4 separate regions of the Gossypium hirsutum genome follow, and all the other regions are linked to region 3. Evidence: chromatin contacts called from public Hi-C data. All regions are on one chromosome and are shown on one strand. Each heading gives the region's core, a stretch centred on a gene start, on an enhancer-like site or on the middle of the called end of the contact. The rest is flanking DNA. Distances are from core to core; before and after follow the strand shown. Region 1 holds the start of LOC107954703 (TBC1 domain family member 2B). Region 2 holds the start of LOC107954701 (F-box protein At3g07870). Region 3 holds the start of LOC107954667 (GTP-binding protein SAR1). Region 4 holds the start of LOC107954702 (fasciclin-like arabinogalactan protein 7).

Region 1 (2,700 bases), core at 14-2,513, 420 kb after region 3:
GGGGAAAAGAAACAAATATCAATGAAGCAAATGCAAAAACACCCAAAATGCAGGACTTACATGATCAATCTGACGTGTTGCAGGCGTGTCCATACCCTCTACCGCCTTTAACAAATCATTATAATAGCTTTCAGGCACCGTAGACTTCTTCTTGGCGGCACCCGAAAGCGAAAACCAAACCTTAGGCCTAAGCACAGGGGGAATGCCTTTCCTAATAAGCTTCTTCAATGTGATCGCATTAACAAAACCTGACAATTTGAGCGAAGATTTCAACCCAATCCCTTGCGATATCGAAATCTGCGGCTGCAAATACCAATTGGCCCCTTTGCTTGCTTCGAGTGCCCACCAAACACGCCCTTGTTGCCTCACCTTTTCTCTTACCTCATTCAACACATTAACATCGTCCACATTGCCTTCTACTGTGAACCCATAAAGGTCTTGGAATTTCACTATTATATTTGCTCTTCTCGCATGGATGCTTGGCCTTAAGATGTGAAATTGCGCTTGCCATTCAAAGGCAATGTCCATTTTGCTTTGGGGACCAAACATTTCCCCCCCCTTTTTTTTTGTTCTTTTTTCTCGATGATAGATTAAGAGAAAAGGAGAAATGGGTTATAAGGGCTGTATCAGGAACGAGAGAAAACTACGAACTTTGAACCATGAAAAAAGGTTGATTTATTTGGAGCTTGCAAGCTTGGAAAATTGAAGAAAGACAAATTCTTTCAAATGGGTTTTATATAAAGAAGTTGATAAGAGGAAGAATTACGATCTGGCAGAGATAAATGCTCTCACAAATTTGGATGGCTATCAAAGTTCCTTTTTCATATATTCAAAACAAACAATGTACTTTTGAAAATCGAATTATTTTCAAAAGCGCCAAAGCTTGAAAAAATAAAAAGAAAGAAAAAGGAAAAGCCAAGCCAAGCCAAGCCCAGATAACAATTCTTTTATTGTTTCTCAACGAGAGAGAAAACAAAACGAAACGAAACAAAATTTTCTATAAGAGGAGTAAAATTCCTTTTTTTCAATTCTTTTATTTCAAAGGACATGGATGACTAAAAAAGACAAGGGAAAGAGGTTATGAAAGAAACCGAATTAATAGGTAGGTAAAAATAAAAGCTAGGCAATCTAAAGAAAATTAGGAGGTTGTAGGTGGTGGGAGTCATCTTCATCTTCATCTCTTTTCCTCATCAGCAAAAATGAAAAATCCCCACTGTCATTATAATAACAACAGAGGAAAACAGTTTTACCCTTAAAAATTGTTTGTATACTCGAATTTTCTGGACGAAATTGAAAAAATAATTATCTCACTATTAACATAGTATATTCATTATTACTCATGTCTACAAAAGAATTTACTCGTTTAATTCTTAATAAATTAAATGTATTATTTTTTTGAGTAATTAACTGATATATAAATATTAATTATATTGTTCAGTATCATTTTAACCACTATCATCAATTTCTTTGGGATATACTTTTATTCTAACATAATTTTTTTTTATTAAATTTAGCATTATTAATGTTAGTTTCAAAACAGTTTAGTTTTTTTCCCTGGTTTCTAAAAATACAATTATTGGAGCGTTAGAGAGAGAGAGAGAGACGTTACCCACGGACAGCGTTTGATAGGACAGTGATAATGGACTAGCGTTGATATTAGACCTGTCCATGGGCTGGGTGGCCTGGCCCGGCCCGACGATCCGTCCGAAATATGGGAGGGTTTGAGTAAAAATATAGGTCCGAAATATGGGTTTGGGCAAAATTTTAGGCCCATTTAAAAAATAGGCCGGGCCTCGGGCAAGATTTTTTGGCCTGGGCCCGCCCGGCCCGAAAAATATTAAATATATATTTTTTTATTTTTAAAATATAATAGTTTTTTATTTTAAGTTTATTTACTTTCATTTACTTGACTAGTGTTACAAAATAATAATAATAAAACATCAAGTTTGTTTTACTAATCAAATGTTAGATTTTGTTACAACAATTAATACAATTAATACAATTAATAATTTGATAAATTTACTAATCAAATGTTAGATTTTATTACAACAATTAATACAATTAACAACTAAAAATTTGATAATTTTACTAACAATTAATTTTAATAACAATTAGTTTTAATTTTATTAAAAAAATAATTTTAATTTTAATTAAAAACAGGCCGTGCCGGGCCGGGCTCGGGCCCCATATTTTTTTCGGGCCGGGCCGAGCCCGGGCCTAGTAAACGGGCTGAAAATTTTTTGTGGGCCCAGCCCAAACCCGACCCGGCCCATGGACAGGTCTAGTTGAAACTCAATCTAACTGTTCTGTTTTTATTTCCTGGATGACTGAAATGCCCCCGCCATTATTCGGAAAATTATTGCTTCTCTATATATATACTTTTCAGTAAATAATAACCAAATTGGTAGCGTGATTACACTTCGACGTGGGAATTGGGTGAGTTCGGGATGGAGCTCTTCCTTCTTTCTTTTTTAGATAGCATTCCGTTCGTTCGTGAGACTAACTAACAATTACATAAAGGTTTCATCAGTAGTATGGCCAAGTCGGGAGCAAAAGCTGTTGACAGGTCTCTTTGTCACCCAGTCAGCTAATTTGCTTTTGTTTTCAGATACATGGTTGAAACTGTTGGAGATCGATTAAACAATGAATAAGTAAAAATAGTGAAAGAAATTGAAAAATTGAAAACAAAAATTTAACGTG
Region 2 (2,700 bases), core at 24-2,523, 350 kb after region 3:
TTATTTTTAAAATAACTTTTATTAAAAAAATCATATTTTTACATTTAATATATTTTTAATTCTAAAATACATAGTGACAAGAATCTGAAGATAATTGAAACAACTAAGCAATCAAAGAAGCTAACCAATATATAAAAAATTAATAAATAAATTATGAAGTGATGAAAGTTAATAAAAATTTTGATTAAGGTGGACAAATTTTATTACAATGGGTGACAATGGTTACAAGGACCCAAAATTATTTTTTAAAATTTAACTCGAACAAATATATTCGATTCGATTCGGATCCGATTCGATTCGAATTCCATCTCACTCGACTCGATTCGAGAAAACTTCAAATAAAGTTAGGATGATAAAATGAGATTCGAAAACTCGATTAACTCGAAAATTTTCGATTCGATTCGATTCGATCGAATGCTCACCCCTAAATGTTATTGTATTTTCTTCTTTCCTTATTAGCATAGCTTTCTTTACGCAACTTGTTTACTCCTAGAACATGTTAAAAAAAAAAACTCATTCAAATCAATTTTACAATATATATATACCTAATGTAATATTTGAAGAAGCTAATTCCCCAACATGTTTCAAACTCTAGAATCCAACTCTTTTTTTTCTTTTTCCATTAATTTAGTGCTTTCAGCTTTTTTTTCTCTCTTTCTAGACTTCATAACAAAAACACAAAATAAAGTAGAAAGTTATGGGAACTTTACAGGCTCGTTTCTCTATTGGTTTACTTGCACCAAAATTTCTTGGTTTTTATTTCTCACGTTCCATAAAATCAAGCCATTTTGTTTTTTGGTTTTATATCTTTGTTTATTTTTTACCTTGAATTTATCGTCTTCGGTCTCTTATTTTGTATTTGTTTTTGGAGATTTATAATTAAATAAGTTTATTTATATATTATATGTATATACCTAAAAGGTAGTAGTTCAAAATAAAAGAAAGGATTACTACATTCAAATTTTACACCAGTTGAATACCATATTTAATATTATTTTATCATCAACTAAACTAAACCCAATCCAAAAAATCGAATATATATATATAAAAAGTTTTGGTTTTTGTCTAATATTTTGATCTGATTATTGAAGATTGAATGTTGCAAGGTCACTATCAGTAGGGCCATCTTTGCATAGCCATGGAATTTATTCATAAACTTTGCTTTTTCTACATTCATATTTCAGCAATCTATATGCTTAATTGGACGGTGCAGATTGTTATGTCCATCAATTTCTTTATAACTTTGTCCCATTAATCAAAGGAAGAAAAAATAAAAAATCAAACCTTTCAATAAGGCTAGGGAGAGCCTATATTCAATGATAGTTTCCATACAAACACTATTCAATTTCCTTGTGGTTGCCGTCTCTCTCTCTCTCCTTTTTATTTATTTTTATTTTTATATTATTATTCGTTTGATCTTATAAAAAGTCTACCATGTTTATCTTCAACCTTCCATTTTGATCATCTCCCTAAAAACCCACTATTTTGCAACCCATGTGTGTTGTGAATCTCTTACTAACTATGGATTTAGACGATGAGAGGGTTGCAAAAAGAAGGAAAACCATGCTTGAAGATGATCGTGGTGTTGGACAGCAGACGACAACTGAGATGGAAACCCTTCCCCATGAAATCATCGTCGACATACTGTCAAGGTTGCCGATAACATCTTTGGTGCAATTCAAGTTCGTATGCAAAGGATGGCGTGCTTTAGCTCAAGATCCTCTCCTTGCTGATATGCAACTTTCCTGGAAAGCTCCGACCACTAATCCATGCCTCATCCTTCACTGCGATTTTCCCATCCGAAACCAGCTCTATTTCGTTGATTTATCGGTTCACAATCACGATAAGGACAAGGTAAAAAGATTATATGTGCCTTTCCAGACATCGTTGCCTGAATTCGATGTAGTTGGAACATGCAATGGTTTATTATGCTTGTCTGATTCATTATACAACGAGGCACTTTATGTTTACAACCCTTTCACCATGGATTTCATGGAGCTGCCAAAGTCTAGACAATATTCAGATCAGGAAGTAGTGTTCGGGTTCGGATTCCATCAGAAAACGAAGCAATACAAGGTAGTTAAGATAGTTTATTATAGGAACACTAGTAGTAGTAGCTACAGCCGTGCCCGAAGAGTGGTTTATCCTCAATCAGATGTTCAGGTATTCACCCTTGGAACCTCTGCATGGAGGAGTCTAGGGAAAGTAGCGTACCAGCTCATAAGGCGACCCTCTGAGGCTTTGGTTAACGGAAGGCTTCATTGGGTGAGTAGGCCCCGGAGATATTACCCAGCTCGCCGCCTTATGTCATTTGACTTAGAGGACGAACAATTCCGGGAGGTCCCGAAACCTGATTGCGGTGGCCTAAACAGGTGTAACTTCCATTTGTGTGTTTTAAGAGGTTTTCTTGCAGCAGCTGTTTATGGGAATTATGGGAAATTGGAGATATGGGTTATGAAGGATTATAATGTGAAGGAGTCTTGGATAAAAGAGTTCAGCATTGGAGCTTATATGCCGAAATGTTTGAAACAAAATTTGGTCCGAGATAGGCCATTGAAGATATGGAAGAATCCTTCAAATGGTAAAGTTGTTCGATTTCTTTGCTTACTAGACAACGGTGAAATCCTGTTGGAGTATAAGAACAGGGTTATAGTCTCCTATGATCCCAAGAAAGGGAAATTTACGGATCTTGTATTTCAG
Region 3 (2,700 bases), core at 186-2,685:
GTTACATTGATGCCAAGTGAAAGGGGGTCCTCTAAATCCCCTGTCATAGAGTTTGCCTTTATCTATAAAATCACCAAAAAAAGAAAAGAACATTTTTGTCCTCTCACATGACCGCCTTTTTTATCATTCGAAGAGAGAATGGCGTTAAAATCTCCAATGGCTAACCATGTAGAATGTCTAAGCGGGATAAACAGACTCAGATCCCTCCAAATAAATTTCTTTTTTTGTCCATCGAGACTTCCATACACAAAAGCAATAAAGATCAAATGTGGTTGGATAATGGAGCAAATGTGAACTAGGATGAATTGAGGATGATTTTTAATCACTTTCAAATCGATAGATTCTCTCAATCCTAACCAAATACCACTCGAAAAGCCAATCGCTTCCACTCGATGAGATTTTGCCAAATTCAAACTAGCAATGATAGCGTTGGCTTTAACCCTACTAACTTTTGGCTCAAGAAGACTGACTATGTCCGATTGATATTGTTTACGGTACTCACAAAGTACTTGCGGGAATTTTACATTCGTACACCCTTGTACATTCCAAGATAAAATAGATAAATCCATATTAAAAAGAAAAGAAAAAAAACTTATCTTACTATCGACCAGAGGCAACAATATCTGGCTTCTCCCCCTCTTTCATTGACATATCCATAGTAGATTGCCCGCTTAAATCTGATGAGATGAGTTCCGCTGTTGTCTTCATCGATTTAGCGAAAGAAACACAAGAACTACCAGAAGCCTTGAATCGGTTACCCAAGCCCTTTAGATTTTATTTATTTTCCACCCTCCTTTTGAACTGAGAGTTTTGACTTCGCTCTCCTTAAATTTACTTAAAGGCAATTGATTTCTAGAAGTAGTTGAACTGCTCCCAACCGTCTTCCTAGAAAAATTATGTTGGGTGTTGTCCTTAAAGATTACGGCGGTATGATTATTGGCATCCAAAATACCCTCATTGGGTTGAAATGCAGTGAATGCTCTTTTTTAAATTGATTTGATTTTGAGAGAGCCATGTCCACACCACCTGTATAAAAATCAGCTAAAACAATTGAAGAAGAAGACAAGGGAACGAGTTTACCTGAAACAAATGGTTGGTAGGCCTTCACAACGTTGTCTAAAGACACACAGTCTTCTTCTGTGGGATCCATGCCACCTGAAATAGATGGCTGGTGGGCCTTCGCAACATTGTCCAAAGACACGCAGTCTCCTCCTGTGGGGTTTGATGAATTCATGCCAATTAAATCTTTGATACTCGAAACACTAAATGGCCCAATGTCGTAGCCCTTTCCCGTGACAGGCTTTGCTAATAGGTTAACCGAATGGTCCAGTCCAGCAATGCACCCAGAATTCTTTTGGTGCTTTAACTGATTTTTGTATTTGGGCTTCCTAACCTATCCAAAATTAATATCCCCCACCCTCTGTTTCGTGTATTCTTTGCTTTCACCTACAACAACATGAAATTGTCTTGTTGAAGGGTTTTCAAAATTTTCAGTCAAAATCCCTTTCCCATGCCTTTTTAAAATTGGTGTAGATTCCTTTTCAATACTTTCTTCTGTGATTTTAGCCTCTAGACTAGCCAAAGATTGAAATCATGATCCCATAGTTTTTTCTTCTAGTCTGGACTTTCCAATTTTGTCATATTCCTGAAGAGTGCATCTAGATCTTCTCTCTTCCAACATCCAAGGGCCAAAATCCCCTTCTCCAGCCACCGTATTTTTTGATTAATTCCGGTCATTGGGTCCATTACCTTTGATAAGCCAGAAGGGAGTGAAGTATGAGGACAAGACTCATTGTTGTACCCATAACGTCCACAAAAGAAGCACATCACCAGTAGGCTTTCGTACTCAACTCTTTGAAGATTTCCATTGATTAGTACTTTTGAGATCAAAGGCTTACCGAGGTTTACATAAACTGCCATACACGCGTATCGTACCCTTACTTTACTATCTATATTAAAGTCTAACTTAGGGCTAGTTTGGATGGGCGGTGTGTTTGCCTCCGGTGAGGTTAAAAACAACGGTGGTGGTGAGATTAGTTACTATAGCGGTGAGATTGGATACTGTAGCGATGACATTAAAAACAGTGGTGGTGTGTGTGTTTGGATTCAAACGCAGTTGTAGCGGCGAGGTGAGAATAAAAATGACTATTAAGGACATCATATTAGAATTGATATATAATAGAAGTTTTTTAAATTATTTAAATTTGTTAAAATTATTAAAATATGTGAATTTATAAATTCATTTAATAAAATATTAAAATATATCTTTCAATATTTTAATGAATTATATAATTATATAATTAATTTAAATTATTTATTAGATAAAATGATAATTATTTTTAATTTTTTATAGTTAAATATTTTTTTATAACAATGTTAAATATTATTTTTACAAATAGTAACATTATACTTAGATCAAATTTTAAAGTATCTAAACGGATAAATTTTAATAAAAAAATAGTAACATAAGACATAACAAGTTTCATTATTACTAGAAATTAGGTTATGATACAAAATATTTTTACAAATATGGATTCATTAAACTAGTTACAATGGTTTCCCTTAACATTGTGATTTCAAGGTCACTTTCTCTATTAGAAGAACTCGATTCACCTCTGTCAAACTGGCTTGAAAAGACTGACATGTCGGGTATATTCTCAAATTCTCGAAAATCCTCATCATTTGACGAAGCATGTCTTC
Region 4 (2,700 bases), core at 88-2,587, 370 kb after region 3:
TAGCCCCTTACAAAATGGCACCTACAAAGTTGAAAGAGTTGAAAGCACAGTTGGAAGAGTTGACAGATAGGGGTTTTGCTCGACCCAGTTTCTCACCTTGGGGTGCACCAGTTCTATTTGTTAAGAAAAAGGATGGATCTATGCGATTATGTATTGATCATTTCCAACTCAACAAAGTCACGATCAAGAACAAGTAAATACTAAGTTCATATGTTAATTTCAATTAGTAAGATTTTAAATGGCAGGTATGTTGTGTTTAAATTATTCTAACTTACTAAGTTTTAAGTAAGCTTACCTTGTTTCATTATCTTCAAATCAAGCTCAAAATCATCAATTTCACTATAATCGCAACTTGTTACGCATTAACTAAGTGAACAAATTAACACATGGGCTAACTAGATCAAGCTCCCATGAATCAAATTCTATATAAATTTCAAGAAAATAACTTAGTTACCTTTGAAAAGTGGTGATGCTTGAAATCCTGCACCAAATATCGAAAATTTCTTACACCTCCACTAACAACTCTAGAAAAACACCCCTGCCTTCTCAATGTCCAAACATCACCATCCCGAGTTGAACCTAAAAAACTTATAATTCTTATTGGGTATGCACTTAGCACTTCCAACTTTGATTTTCCTTAGGATCCTCCTCTTTATGCTATCCAAGGAAGCATCACTATTAATGGTCATGCTAAACATCGTGTCCAATTGGAATATGACTCTATTAGTCAAATACATGTCTCCATTGAAATAGATTTGTGTAAAGAATCGATCTAACATCTTGAGGCCGCTAAATATTACATTTTTAATTTTACAAAAAAAAAATAACAATCTCAACAATTCTTAATAACAATGAATCCAATAACATTAATACTAACTTACTACAACGGAAACAATGCACAATAACTAAATTTCCTTACATCTTATATAGAACATATTCACAAAATACAAGATTCCTAAAAGAAATCCCGAAATATTGTCAGTGGCATCTTGACACCTGCGGATGTCAAATTTATGGTATTATCTTTTTATCGTCAACAAATGATTCAACAATAAAATTCTATCCATATTGTTGAACGTAAACAAAGGAGCTTGACACTAGCAGATGTCAGGGTAATCCTTAAAAAGCATATTCTAGAAAATAAGTTTCTTAGACACTTATGATGAAAATTAATTTAATTTTTTTATATTATGTTAATATTATTCATAATTTTTGCCCACATTGTATAATTGATTTGAATTGAGGTCCACATATAATATAAGATTTTAAATAATTAGGGGCAGAGAATGCAGCTGCTTTAGTTTAAACGCAAGCTCTCGCACCTCAAAATATAATTCTCTTGTCCATAAGTTAAAAAGTTGACTAATATAACTTTTAAAAACAAGAAATTGGTATTAGTTAATATTCCAGTATTTATTTACTTAATTCCTTGTTTCTTGCACTCCAAATTTCCTAAACCTTTAATCCCCTTTAAGCATAATAGCTGGTACCACCCCAGACTCACTTTGTTGTCGTGTGTATATACAGATATACATTATAGAAGCAAAAAAGCCAATCTCTGTATAGACTAGCTCAGGTTATTCCTATCTGCAACATTGGTACCCAAGGTACTGACTTTCGCTCTGAATTCCTCTGGGTCAGGTTAGTTTCCTTCATTTGCCTGCACTCATTGAGATCTGCTTTTGTTAGAGTTCCATTATTTGAGAGTTCTACTGATCCGTTTTCTTTGAAGTTAAAATGAATATTTACACTGTGGTTGTGGGTTCTTTTTTTTCCTTGAACGTGTTACTTGCTCGCCCTGAGAAACGTCTAGTGTGAAGTATCCTTCCAGAAGCAGAGTTGAATTCCAGGCTTCCAGCCATTTATATAGTCAAGGTGTAAGGCAAACTAAAAATTAGATTTGATCTGGGTTTTGGTCTAAAATTTGATTACCTGGGGTATTTGGTAAGCTGTACTTTGCTTGAGGGAGCTCAAGAACAAGAAATTGGATCATATTTGTGAATGCAGTTCATGGCTATTTTCGATCTCATCTATAATTAAATTGTTTGATCAAGCTTTAAGCATTTTGTCTTATTACGGTTAAGGAGTTTTCTCATTTCTTGCTTTCTTGGGTTAGGCTAGTCAAGATCTGCTTTTTCATCACGTCCCATTCCTGAATGAAATGGAAATTTTGGTTCTCTTTACCAATTACAGTTACTAGTTTTATGTTCTTATCTAAAATGTGAAATGGGCTTCTGAATTCTTATCGTAGGGACATTTTTAATAGTTTGATGTTCATACTGTTTAGATGCAACGTAACTATGACGTATTTGATTGAATGGTCGATTGATTATTGCAGGAATTTAGTGATCACTACTGAATCAAAATCAAACTTTGGGGGGAAATGGAGTTTTCCAAGATTTTTACGATATGTTTTTCTGTATTGCTCTTGTGCTCCTCGTTGGCCTATGGTCAAGCAAGGAGCCCTCCTGCTCCGGTCGCAATGAGCCCAACTCCAACACCAGCCCCAGCACCGGCACCGCCATATGTAAACCTCACTTATTTACTCTCAGTGGCTGGTCCATTTCACACTTTCCTTGACTACCTTGAGTCCACTAAAGTGATTGACACCTTTCAAAACCAAGCCAACAACACTGATCAAGGGATTACAGTTTTTGTACCAAAAGACAGTGCCTTCAAGGATCTTAGGAAGCCTTCATT

Evidence for each region. Hi-C and Micro-C count contacts between places; a contact is called where the count stands out from the background.
Region 1: a contact with region 3 is called in a Hi-C map of leaf, with 1.8 times the contacts expected there. The contact joins the promoter of LOC107954703 here to the promoter of LOC107954667 in region 3. A contact is called at or near these places in 2 of 34 Hi-C or Micro-C datasets (both in leaf).
Region 2: a Hi-C map of leaf shows a contact between it and region 3, with 1.8 times the contacts expected there. The contact joins the promoter of LOC107954701 here to the promoter of LOC107954667 in region 3. A contact is called at or near these places in 2 of 34 Hi-C or Micro-C datasets (callus and leaf).
Region 4: a Hi-C map of leaf shows a contact between it and region 3, with 2.6 times the contacts expected there. The contact joins the promoter of LOC107954702 here to the promoter of LOC107954667 in region 3. A contact is called at or near these places in 2 of 34 Hi-C or Micro-C datasets (both in leaf).

Annotation. Positions count from the first base shown.
Region 1 is chrD07:36,807,743-36,810,442 of Gossypium_hirsutum_v2.1, forward strand. It overlaps LOC107954703 (TBC1 domain family member 2B), which reads right to left and starts at 1,264. Exons shown (of 7, transcript XM_016890339.2): 1 at 61-1,264. The coding sequence starts at 549.
Region 2 is chrD07:36,739,634-36,742,333 of Gossypium_hirsutum_v2.1, forward strand. It overlaps LOC107954701 (F-box protein At3g07870), which reads left to right and starts at 1,274. Exons shown (of 1, transcript XM_016890336.2): 1 at 1,274-2,700. The coding sequence starts at 1,495.
Region 3 is chrD07:36,391,102-36,393,801 of Gossypium_hirsutum_v2.1, forward strand. It overlaps LOC107954667 (GTP-binding protein SAR1), which reads left to right and starts at 1,436. Exons shown (of 6, transcript XM_041096591.1): 1 at 1,436-1,902. It overlaps LOC107954669 (a long non-coding RNA gene), which reads right to left and starts at 1,441. Exons shown (of 2, transcript XR_005915658.1): 1 at 1,081-1,441.
Region 4 is chrD07:36,762,668-36,765,367 of Gossypium_hirsutum_v2.1, forward strand. LOC107954702 (fasciclin-like arabinogalactan protein 7) reads left to right here and starts at 1,338. Exons shown (of 2, transcript XM_016890337.2): 1 at 1,338-1,641; 2 at 2,339-2,700. The coding sequence starts at 2,384.